Regions from separate parts of the Zea mays genome. Here region 2 is linked to region 1. The links are chromatin contacts, called in public Hi-C maps. All regions are on one chromosome and are shown on one strand. Each heading gives the region's core, a stretch centred on a gene start, on an enhancer-like site or on the middle of the called end of the contact. The rest is flanking DNA. Distances are from core to core; before and after follow the strand shown. Region 1 has its middle 44 kb from the start of LOC100217036. Region 2 overlaps LOC103648919 (protein translocase subunit SECA2, chloroplastic).

Evidence for each region. A called contact is a pair of places that touch in the nucleus more often than the background predicts.
Region 2: a Hi-C map of leaf shows a contact between it and region 1, with 4 times the contacts expected there. The contact joins two enhancer-like sites. A contact is called at or near these places in 2 of 25 Hi-C or Micro-C datasets (ear and leaf).

Annotation. Positions count from the first base shown.
Region 1 is chr2:132,194,674-132,200,664 of Zm-B73-REFERENCE-NAM-5.0, forward strand. No RefSeq gene overlaps it. Among protein-coding and RNA genes, the nearest start is that of LOC100217036, 44 kb to the left of the region's middle. Within about 2 kb of position 2,993, at least 3 of the 20 cell types and tissues checked have an H3K27ac peak or open chromatin away from gene starts, as enhancers often do. A contact at or near this core is called in leaf, where this site is marked.
Region 2 is chr2:132,339,430-132,345,358 of Zm-B73-REFERENCE-NAM-5.0, forward strand. LOC103648919 (protein translocase subunit SECA2, chloroplastic) reads right to left here. Exons shown (of 30, transcript XM_020548408.1): 24 at 5,476-5,555; 25 at 4,989-5,043; 26 at 4,833-4,899; 27 at 4,571-4,760; 28 at 4,332-4,455; 29 at 4,074-4,148; 30 at 3,090-3,873. The coding sequence ends at 3,700. Among protein-coding and RNA genes, the nearest start is that of LOC103648919, 32 kb to the right of the region's middle. Within about 2 kb of position 3,437, at least 20 of the 20 cell types and tissues checked have an H3K27ac peak or open chromatin away from gene starts, as enhancers often do. A contact at or near this core is called in leaf, where this site is marked.

The sequences.
Region 1 (5,991 bases), core at 1,743-4,242:
TCTTACTGCAAAGTTGATTGACACTACCTTATGCCAAGAAATGGAAAGACCAAATTTGGGGATACTTCAACAAGCAACCTTGACACATCTTAAGCTTGAGTTTGTTCTTCAATAGAAATTGTTGATGCTCAAACGACTTATAAGGGCATGAAGCATATTCAAGAGAAAATGGAAGCTGACAAAGCTACCTGTTTTAGGAAAGATGATCAAGGAATATTATGGTTTAAAGACTGCATAGTGGTGCCTAAGGATGTTGAGCTCCACCAATAGATCTTGGATGAAGCTCATCTCACTTGGTATTCTATCCACCCAGGGAGTACTAAGATGTACGAAGATCTGAAGCCACATTATTGGTGGACTAATATGAAGATAGAAATTGCTCGCTATGTAGCAAAGTGTGATTCTTGTCAGTGAGTAAAAGCTATGCACATGAAGGTGTAAGGTCCCATATAGTCATTGCTCGTCCAACCTAGAAGTGGGATGACATTACTATGGACTTTATTGTCGGACTACCCAAGACATCCAAAGGGTATGACTCTATATGGGTTATAGTGGATTGTCTTACCAAGACATCTCATTTTCTTCTAGTTAAAACCAAGTATCCAGTGGTTGTATATGCTCAAGTGTATATTGCACGTATCCTGGACATGCATGGGGTGCCAAGAACGATTGTGTCGCACTGAGGACCGCAATTTATATCCAAGTTTTGGGAATAATTGCACAAGTATTTGGGTACTAAGTTGCTCCATAGTTTGGCCTATCATCCTAGACAAGTGGGCAAACAGAGAGAGTAAATCAAATAATGGAAGATATGTTGAGAGCTTGTGTTTAGAAATCTACACATAAGTGGGATGACTATTTACCTCTTGCAAAATTTTCCTACAATAACAGTTATCAAGAGAGTATCAAAATGGTGCCATTCGAGACTCTATATGGTCGACGATGTAGAATACCTTTAAACTAGTCAAAGCTAGGAGAGCGATGGTTCTTCAGACCTGATTTGGTAAAGGAAATAGAAGAAAAGGTTCAACATAGTCGACACAATTTAAGAGAAGCTCAAGCACGACAAAAGAATTACGTGGATAAGCGACGCCGACCATTGAAAGTATCGCCAACGAAGGGAGTTAACCATTTTGGAGTCAAAGGAAAGTTAGCACCTCAATACATTGGTATGTTCCCTATTCTTGAACGATGTGGGCATGTTGTGTATAAACTTCAGCTACTAGAATCTTTGTCTATGGTACACAGTGTGTTCCACGTATCACAGCAAAGAAGTGCCTCCGAGTACCCGATCAAACCATGGATGTATCAGAAGTTAACTTGGGACCAGACCTAACTTATTCGGAATATCCAGTACGAGTTTTGGACCAAAAGGATCGAGTCACTAGAATAAGGACACTCAAGTTTTATAAAGTACAATGGAATCAACATACCGAAGAAGAGGCCACTTGGGAATTCGAAGATTATTTAGAAAAGCATTTTCCTGAGTTTCTAGCTTCTTGTAAACCCTAAAGTTTTGTACATTTTATTGTAAAGTCAGTCAGACACACATATTCACCCCCTACCTTGTAAGAGAAGATATGAAATAAAGTTGTGACACATTTCCTTTTCCATTACTTACCTAGGAGGTTTAAATCTCAGGACAAGATTCTTTTGTGGGGGAGAGGATGTAACACCCATGCTGTTACGAGAACTAAAACATTGGCATGACATCATGTGCACTTGCATTTCATTGTTTGTGATACACTTAGAATGCATCCACTAGGCTAAAATTTCAAAACAACATGTGATGTGATACTTGTTTGGGTATAGGGTATACTTTGTAGGGTTGTTTGAACCAAGTGAGGAATGAGTCACCACATGAGTTAGTAGTCAATTGACCATATGGTCAAAGTGGGGAGGGTGCTTTTGCTAATTAGGGATTATACCCTAAGGGGTGAGGTATAGAAGAGGTGAAGCCCCTAAAGGCAATTGAGAGCTCCAAAACACTTAGGGTGCGTTTGGTTGCAATGACAGGACGGGATAGGATGGGACGATCCTTCAAATTAGGCTGTTTGGTTCTGGATCAAAGATTGGGACAGGACTATCCCAGTGTTGTCCCCTGTTGTCCCTCAAAATTGGAGGGACGAGAGGGGACACCAGGGGACGTCCCTGTCCTAGCTGACCCGCAACCAAACGCACCCATTAGAGCCAAAGTGAAAATCATGATCTAGCCACTTTTTGCCAAAAGTATATATATCAAAGTGGTAGCGTAACAAAAACTAAGCAACTTTTATATTTGAAGATATTCAAGTTTTGTGGAGCAATTTGGGGTAAAGTGCAAAAGTTCACAAGTGCTCAAGAATTTGGAATTCTAAAAAACAGTGATATTGAGCCAACTTTGGACACTTGTAGTTTTAAATCCATGAGGGTTTTGCTATAACTCACCATGACAAAGTTGTAGAGCTTCTATAGTAGTATCAATTTGATTAAGTGACCTAGCCCAAAAATTACATGGAACTTGGAGTAAAACACCCTTGAAGTATGGCTGTCAGTTAAGGGGGTACTTTGAACCTAGACTGACAGTGACATCGGTCCAACTTTGGAGCTAAATTATGGATAATCTAGTGAGGTTAAGGTTAGGGTCACTGTGACAAAGTTGAAGGTCATATATAGGAGAACAACTTTGCTAAAGTCGAGTTGGTATGTTACTACTTGGAAATGGGAGTAATATGCCCTCAAACTTTCTATATCAGGCAGTTTTGAAAAGGAGTTTCGATTGGAACAGTAACTGACAAAGATCCACGGTTCGCTGAACCTTGCCGCCAGTGGTCGTGCGCCATGATCCGAGCTCGTCGCAGAGATTCGCGCCAAGTTTGGAGTACATGCCAAGGTAAAAGATCTTTAGGGGGAGGAACATAGGAGCTTGGCCGGCTTCTCCACGACATCCAATTGCCCTGCGGCCCGCCGTGTTATCAACGCCGGGGGTCACCGCCCATCTCTGCCATGCCACGTAATAGTGTGCTTCACCACGTCGCTGTAAGTCATGGCAAGCAACCAATTACCGCCTTGAGCCATTACTTCCTCGCGTGCCACGGTGAACGGGCTCGGTGACAATATCTCACCGCCGCCGTGGGTACTCTCATCCCAAATTCATGAAGCACGCAATTAGTCCCTTTAAATTGAGTGTTCCCCTCACTCCGCCTCTCTGTTACGTGCCCAACCCACCCTCAGCTAGCCCCTCTCTTCCACTATAGCTTGAGTTCATCGGATTTTCCTGAAAGCGGTCACCAGCGTCGTAGGGGAGCTTCACCGTGGCCAGCGCTTCTCCGGATAGTTTATGCTCTTCTTATTCTTGTTCTGGTATCTCTCTGACCTCTAGTTTCTCACGGTGTCGGCCAATCAAAATCTACTGTAGTGAAACTCTGAGAACATCGTCTCACAATCACTAGACACCGTCGCAGGCCGCCCTCCACGTCGACCCACTGCTCCATCCATTCGCCCACCTTCCCGACCGTCGTTTTGGAGTTCTGGTGACTCACTGATTCTCGCCGTACCTTCAATTTAAACTCTACCATCCTACACTGCTAGGAACAGCTCCACCATCTTCATGGGTAGGGAGTATCCCGAGGTGGTTTTGCCAGATATATATCGTGTGGGTTAAAGTTGCCTAGGTTCGGAAATGGTCGACATGTAATGTTGGGGATCTTCTTTCCCACCGAAGGTCCTCAAGACAGAAACACCTTTGACAAAATAATACAGAGGCCCACCGAAGCTATCATCACCTTCGTTTCAGCTTCTTAAGACGAAGACCTTGCGTAGAAGTAACTATGCAGAATGCCGAAGGTATCATCAGCTTCGATTCAGCTCAAGCAGAAGAAGAAAAGACCAGATAGACCTTAATAATCCAGGTCGTCTGTAGATAAATGTTAAGGGTCATGAATGTAATTTTACCCAGGCTGTGTCTCGTGCCTATAAATAGATGAACAATAAACACCGTAATGTTCACGCGGAGTTGTAATCACTCTCTCGCTTCTTCACCTTCGAGCAAGCCGAAGGTATCAATATAATACTGATACTGTCAATATTCATACATGTTTTATGAAATGCAAATATGTATGAATTAATGAAATGCAGCTAATGTCTTCATCCTTTTACATTTTCATTCACATATTAAATGATGAAGGTGAGTCCTTCTTGACCTTCGTCTGATGAGCGTTATTCCCATGTGGAGATAATGCTTCGGAGGACGAAGGTCCATAATAATTAACAATTGTGTTGCTTTGTTCTTGATATACAACATTTGAGAACAAGTGACCAACATTGGCGCCCACCTCCAGTGAACTCACTTTCACGACTGCGACGATGGCTTCACAAGGCAACCAAGCTGTGGTACCTTTGGCTACAAAGCTGGTGCTTCCAATCACAGGTGGTTCAAGTTCTCAACTAGCCAATAAGAAGCAGAAGATGGAAGCACAGAAAAGGGTACAACATGTTGGAGTGCAAGGACCCTTCATCAAGTCCAAGTGGTCTCATATACCAATAACCTTCTCCTAGGAAGACCTTCAGCTCAAGGATTATCCTCACAATGATGCAATGGTTATATCTTGTGTCATCAAGGGGTTGCTGGTTCATAATGTCCTTGTAGACACAGGCAGTGCAACAAATATTATCTTTGAAAAGCTTTTAGGCAGATGCAGGAGCAGGACGACAAGATACATGATGCAACGCACCCCCTCTATGGCTTCGAAGGAAGGCAGATTGTGGCACTTGGCAAGATAACTATGTCGATCACCTTCGGCTACGTTCACAACACAAGGACAGAGCAGGTTGTCTTTGACATTGTTGATATGGAGTATCCCTACAATGCAATCATTGGGCGAGGAACATTAAATGCCTTCGAAGCAATACTTCATCCAGCGTATCTGTGCATGAAAATACCATCAAACCAAGGCCCCATAGCTGTGCATGGGAGTCAAGAGGCTGCTAGAAGGGCCGAAGGGAATTGGATAGATTCAAAGGCTATCCATAACATAGATGAAGCTGAAGTTCATCAGCAGTGCAAACACAAAAGAGATAAGGCTGCCTCAGCAGACCAGCCGAAGCCCATGCTTCTATGCGAGGACATAGCCAAGCAGAAGGTGTTGCTGGGATCACAACTGTCTGATGAACAAGAAAAAAACCTTGTTGAAGTTTTTGTTCAACAACAAGGATGTCTTTGCCTGGTCAGCCAATGATCTCTGTGGTGTCAACAGAGACGTCATCGAGCATGCACTTAATGTAGATCCAGTTATCAGGCCAAGAAGGCAGAAGCTTCGCAAGATGTCCGATGACAAAGCAGAAGGTGCACGAAACGAAGTCAAAAGGCTTCTGAGTGCCGGAGTGATCAGAGAGGTAACATATCCAGAGTGGCTGGCTAATACTGTAATGGTGAAGAAGGCTAATGGAAAGTGGAGAATGTGCATTGATTTCACAGATCTTAATAAAGCGTGTCCGAAGGATGAGTTTCCTTTACCTAGAATAGACTCTCTTGTGGATGGAGCAACTACTTCGAAGCTAATGAGCCTATTGGACTATTATTCAGGGTACCACCAAATTTGGATGAAGAAAGAAGACGAGCTCAAGACAAGCTTCATAACACCCAGTGGGACATACTACTACCTTCGGATGCCTGAGGGGCTCAAGAATGCTGGAGGAAGCTTCAGCAGGATGACTCCCAAAGTTCCCCACTCCCAAATTGGCAAGAATGTGTTGACATATGTTGATGATATCATAGTCAAAAGCATGAAGCAAGAAAATCACATTGCTGATTTGCAAGAAACATTTGCTAATGAAATGTAGTTAATATTCATACATGTTTTATGAAATGCAAATATGTATGAATTAATGAAATGCAGTTAATGTCTTCATCCTTTTACATTTTCATTCACATATTAAATGATGGAGGTGTGTCCTTCTTGACCTTCGTCTGATGAGCGTTATTCCCATGTGGAGATAATGCTTCGGAGGACG
Region 2 (5,929 bases), core at 2,187-4,686, 150 kb after region 1:
GTCTGTTCTAAACCTTATTTTCTTTTCAAATTTTAATAAAAGTTTCAGTAGGGGCCTTCCCCTCCTGTTCTATCAAAAAAAGGTACGTCCTTCATGACCTTCGTCCGAAGATCGTTATATCTTAAGGGAAATAATGCTTCGAAGGACGAAGGATATTAACATTTAATATTTTGTGTTGCCTTGTTCTTAACTCATAGCATTTGAGAACAAGTCCCCAACAGAAGTGAAATATATTGATAAATGCAGCATGCCATATACATTGCATGATTCACTTGCATCTGAAGTTTTGTCATGACCTATGGTCCGACCATACCGATACAACTTAGCATCGTACGTTGCCCGAGGAGGGGTACGATGCAGCTTTATACCCTTAGAGGTATGAAGGCAGAGGACATATACATTGCATTCATATGCATTCATTGAAGTGATATTTGCAGATGGTGTGGTTTTATACTCTAAGAGGTATGAAGGCAGAGGACTTACACATTGCATTCTATGCATACATTAAAGTGATATTTGCAGGTATTGTTGACGCAAGGAAGTGTTATACAACCTATTATGGTTGTTCGAGGAAATGAGATGGCATTGGTTATTTTGGGACTATTGAGTTCTATATCTACAAGTATTTCTGATCTCAATTGTGATCCCTTTAAAATGTTGATTAATTCAATTTTTTGGTTTAAATATCTCATCAAAACAATTTACTTGCTGAGATGTTTTCATCTCACTCTTGCATTACTCAATGCAGGTACTTGATTCATGTTGGGAATGAGGAAAGTAGCAGCATGTCCACCTTCATTCTCATAATAACGCTGCCCAGGCACAACCATGATTTAATTAGAAACTTCTTGTAATGGATGTTTGTTTTTAACTAGTCATGTACACTAGTTAATTCAGTTTATGTCGTTATGGTTATCTTCCCATTGCTAGCAGATTATTAATGTCTAGTATGTTTTCTTATCATGATATCTGTTTATACTCTGTTGCTTCCACGTTTATGCAAATTTTCAAAGGAGATGTTGTCGAAATTTTATATATGAATGTTAGTTATGTAGTTTAGTAGCATTTCGGGGTGTTTGTGGATCCCGGAGTGTTACATCCGGTCTGAGACGCGGATCGACAGTCTGAGACACGGATCATCCAGGCCACATGGCCGGACCGTCCTCAGGTGCCACATATAGTGCTCAACACAAACTTTATTGGAGAGCACCTAAGCCTGTAGTGCCTCTATTAAGCAGTATTTTGTGTTCAAAAATGACAACGACTGCATTGTGGTACTCGTTCTGCTTATCAAAATATGTCAACTCCTCCACCCTAAAAGAAAATTTAATTACATATTTATATCTCAAATAATTTTCGTATGCAATTATATTTTATAATTAATCTAATGCTACGTGTTCATTGTCATAAATACTAATACTTTTTATATAGTCAAAATCCAATAAATTTGATTTTTGAGAAAGTGAGGATTTTTATTATTTTGAGGCGTAGGTAGTACATCAGGAGACTAGAAAAGAAAGAGAGCTCTGAGTGGAACGGATCCTTAGGTTTTGACCAGATGGCCACGTGGGCTGAGATGTGGTGCGAAAGGGTCTTCGCACAGAAGAGAGATGTGGTGCGAAAGGGTCTTCGTTCAACACAGAAGAGAAGGAAATCATTGCTGCGATCCATTAGTCTACATTTACTTGAGTGCCAGCCGCAGCACTGATGAATAGGGATGTAATAGGATGTGATACGAACGAATATTACTTGTTTTATATTTGTTTTTTGGTTTTCTCGTCAGATTCGTATATAAATATTATCGAGTTGTGTCACATAAGATCCGATGGGTATCTGCTTTGAGTATACGGATACTGATATAGATCAGATACTGGATACTCGTACTCGAATACGGATCAGGTCTCAACCCTCTTAGATGGATCAAATTCGAATACAGATAGATAATATTTGTATCATTTACATCCCTCTCGGGCAAGTCTCGTGTCCCAACTCCCAGGTAGGAATGGATTCTAAACATCCAAATTATATGACAAATTTAATATTTTGGTATAGATATATATATAATTTAGTACTACTTTTTAGACATATGGTTAAGAATATCATGGAAGACAAGGATAAAATTTTGTATTTTTGCATTATTTTCTTCCTACGACGAAAAAGGTGAAAAACATTCGAATCAGAATTCATATACGTATCCAATTTTTATATGAACTATATAAAAAATATATAGAATGAATTTAAAGTTTACCTTTTATCGATCTTAATAATCTCAATGTTAAAACTAATAATATAAATTTGTTTAGCAAATTTTATATTTTATTTGTTTGCAATAGAAGAAATAAGACAAAAAAATTATATCCAAATAGTATGCGGATCCATCCCTACTCCCAGTCACTCACACGGTCTCACCTGTCGGTCTTGGTCCAAGTCAATGTCCTTGACTGATGAACGCCCAAGTCTCGAGTACCTGAGCATCAAGCACGCATTTGGTAGAGTAGATTGGTAGGGGTCCAGGTCAATGTCTGCCTGTGGATGCCAATAATTTGCACTGCCCGATGCACTGTAGTATGGAACCATGGAGCACCGTGTGTCGGTCCGACGACGACGCAGCACCCCCAACCAAAAAAAAAAGCGAAGCATACCAACGCTGGCGATTGCGCGCGCGCGAACGCCGCTGGCCTGCGGGCGACGACACGACACGCTGATACCGGCAGCATGAAAAGGCGGCATACAAAAGTGGAGCCGCCCACGCGAAACAGACGCGTGAAATGCAAGGTGTGTTTTGTCCTGGCTTGGTGTGCGTCAGCGTGTGGGATTGGCGCAGGACACATCAAGCAGGAAATGTCCAGTAAAGCTTGAAACCTGGCCCAGATGCATCGCACTTGCATGTGTTCGTGCACGCAGCACTGTATATCTGAATTATTGCCAACACAATGTTCAGTCCTTTTCCCACGTGTAAGGTGCGTAACCAAAGCAGAAATGCCTTCTAACGCTGCTGCAATGGCCCAGTTGGAGCACCGATCACTGTGTTATCCAAGCAGTGAAACAAATTAAAGGAAAAAAAAACGAACCAGCAGCATCCAGGAGACTTAAGCTTTAATTCACGGGCTTCTACTTTTTGTACAGTATATTGTTGCAACTGCAGCAGTACACACAGGTTAAATCGGTACCATACTCCCTAGAGTTTTTTACTTACAAATTGCCACCATCACACGCCCGAAAAAAAATTAAAAACCAAATATTTGGCAATGTCAAAGCATGACCACTAGGCTGCGTACCTACCTGCACGAAGAGTTCGTCATCCACAAGCAAGAGATTCCGCACTCTCCTGTTCCGTCTGACGAGCGATGAAAGAAAAAGGTACAGAGCGGACTTTTTCATCATCATGACAGGCTAAAGGACCACAGTACACTGTGAACGAGATGCCAACTTTGCGGCAACGCCGTATTGCTGATGTGGGATGGATCAGACTGTCTTGCAGTCCACACCTATCCAGTTACTACCCTCTTGTGCATTGAGATGTACTTAGTTTTATATGTAGGTGCACAGCCACAGCGCGAAATCGACGCAACCGTGGCCATGTCAGCTTGTGATTTTACAGGGTTAACACACGCCGCGCGCGGCTCCTGTTTATACCTGTGCCTCTCTGCTAATTAACCTGCCCACAACTTGCAGCACCAGTCCACGTCAGGTCTTCTGCTATTGATCCTCTGTGTTGAAGATCTCCTCGGACTCCATGGGCGACGACCAGTAGTGCACAAGGGATTCCACGGTGAGACGTCGTGTGGCGCTCAACATTGAGATGAAGAAGCGGCAGCCATCGATCTTGTACTCTTCCAGAGGATTTCTGTGTCCAAAACTCCGAACGTTCACCTAGCAAGAGTTAAAAATCCACTCAACACCACAGTACTTGGAATAAGACATCAGCACTCAGCAGACAATTAAACGCACAGGCAATAACATTCTTTGGTCTACAGTGCTTTCCTTTTTTTATTTAACTTGAAGAACATGTTCTCGGAAAAGAAAAGCAGATGTAAATATTTCGAAAGCAGACATCTCAAGGAACGACTTACAGCAGAACTAAGCTTGTTCATGTTTACCAAATGGTCTTTCCATAATGTATCAAGAGTCTTCAATAGTACTTCCCTCTGCAATTAAACAGAGGTATAAACTTTCATAAATAAATTTACGGAAGATGTTTAAGCAATCAAATATGTTTCATGTAGGGGAACACAGAATGTCCAAAGTCCAGAAAAAAAAACATGGATATTGTTTGGTTAGGGTCTATGACCAGACAAACTTTATGAAAACAATTCAAAAGAGAATCAAACCTCAATTCCACCTATATAAGCATCGTCATAACGGGACTCTTGCACGGCATTCAAGTAGGTAGCTATTAGAAAATCCCCAAAATATTTCCGGAGCAGATTCACAGTGTTTGTATATCTCCCTTTCCTGGATTGATTTATCGAAAAGAAGCAACATACAAACTTTCAAATCAATAGCTATAGTCGTGAATGCTATATCGTGCCATCTATAAAATATATATGTGTATCATGTCACGACATACTTTGACGTATCATCAACACAAATGGAAAACCACCGCGTTATTGAAGATGTTCTTTTTCGAATTCCTCTGAATGAATCGGGCGGCAACGGCATGTTTGGAAGGGCGAAACTATCAGCCTTCACAGGACCCCAACCTTGCATTTGCTCAAGTGCTGATTGGAGGTTTTGCTCTCGGATGTCCTTGAATGATTCTGCAGAGCATCTCAGAAATCAGAATAGCCATTATAGAATAACATGAGCTAAAAATAATTTGTGCATATTACCACTCAGTTTTCCGCCTAGACTAACAAATTCATCCAAAAGCTTTACCAGATTCCATGCCTTGGGTGGCTGAAAGAAATATACGATTTTGACAACTGACATGGCACTGAAATAAATGCTTTCAGAAATGAACATAAGGATCAGGACACAGCAAGTACCTTTTGGGGGTCAACATTTACCAAAACAATTTCATCAGCTACCGCTTGCATGTACCTAATAGAATTCCAATTAAAGGCATGTCAATAAAAATAGCAACATTTTGAACAAAAAAAAAGTAACTACATGTAATGATTTACGTAAAAGCCAAACATTGTTTTGGAAAGGTGTGTTGACAAAGTGATGAAAAACCACTGTTTTTAAGGCGTCGCCTAGGCGACGCCTAGGCGTCCGGGCGGTGGTCTGACGCCTAGGCGCCTTGCCCGCCTACCTCGCCTAGGCGTCGCCTAGGCGCCGCCTAGGCGTCTAGGCGGTGGTCCAACGCCTCGGAGCGCCTTACCGCTTTAAAAACCATGTGAAAAACAATGACTTAAAGTATGATGGATTATTTCTGCGCCACAATTTTGATCCAAAAGAATATGCTTTATAGCTCTACCATTTCATAAGCAACATTCAAAAGCTTCATGCGTGAGGCAATAGTAAACTTACTGGAAAATTTGTTCACTGCAGCTTTCAGAGTCACCAGATAATATCACCTGCCTAAGGTTGTATACATGCTTTCTTTGGACCTACCGAAGGTATGAACAAAAGAATCCACATGAATATTTGTGATGCTATTAGAAACTGAAAGGCACTCATGTACTGTGAATACCTTTTTACTATAATTTCTATTGCCAATGAATCCAAGTCTTCCAAAAATGAGACCAAATTTGGAAAACTAGTACTAATAATTAAACTAAAGAGGGTTAGTGAAGACCCTTAGAGCTGGTTTGGTGGACATGGAAATGGAGGGGATCCATGGGAGAGGGATCCACTTGTTATTCAAAATTGAATAGCAAGGATAACTAGAGTATAAAAGGGATCCCCCATGGATCCCCTCTATTTCCCGGTCCACCAAACTAGCCCTTAGGGGCACCAATTTGCACCCCTACAACAAGATCTG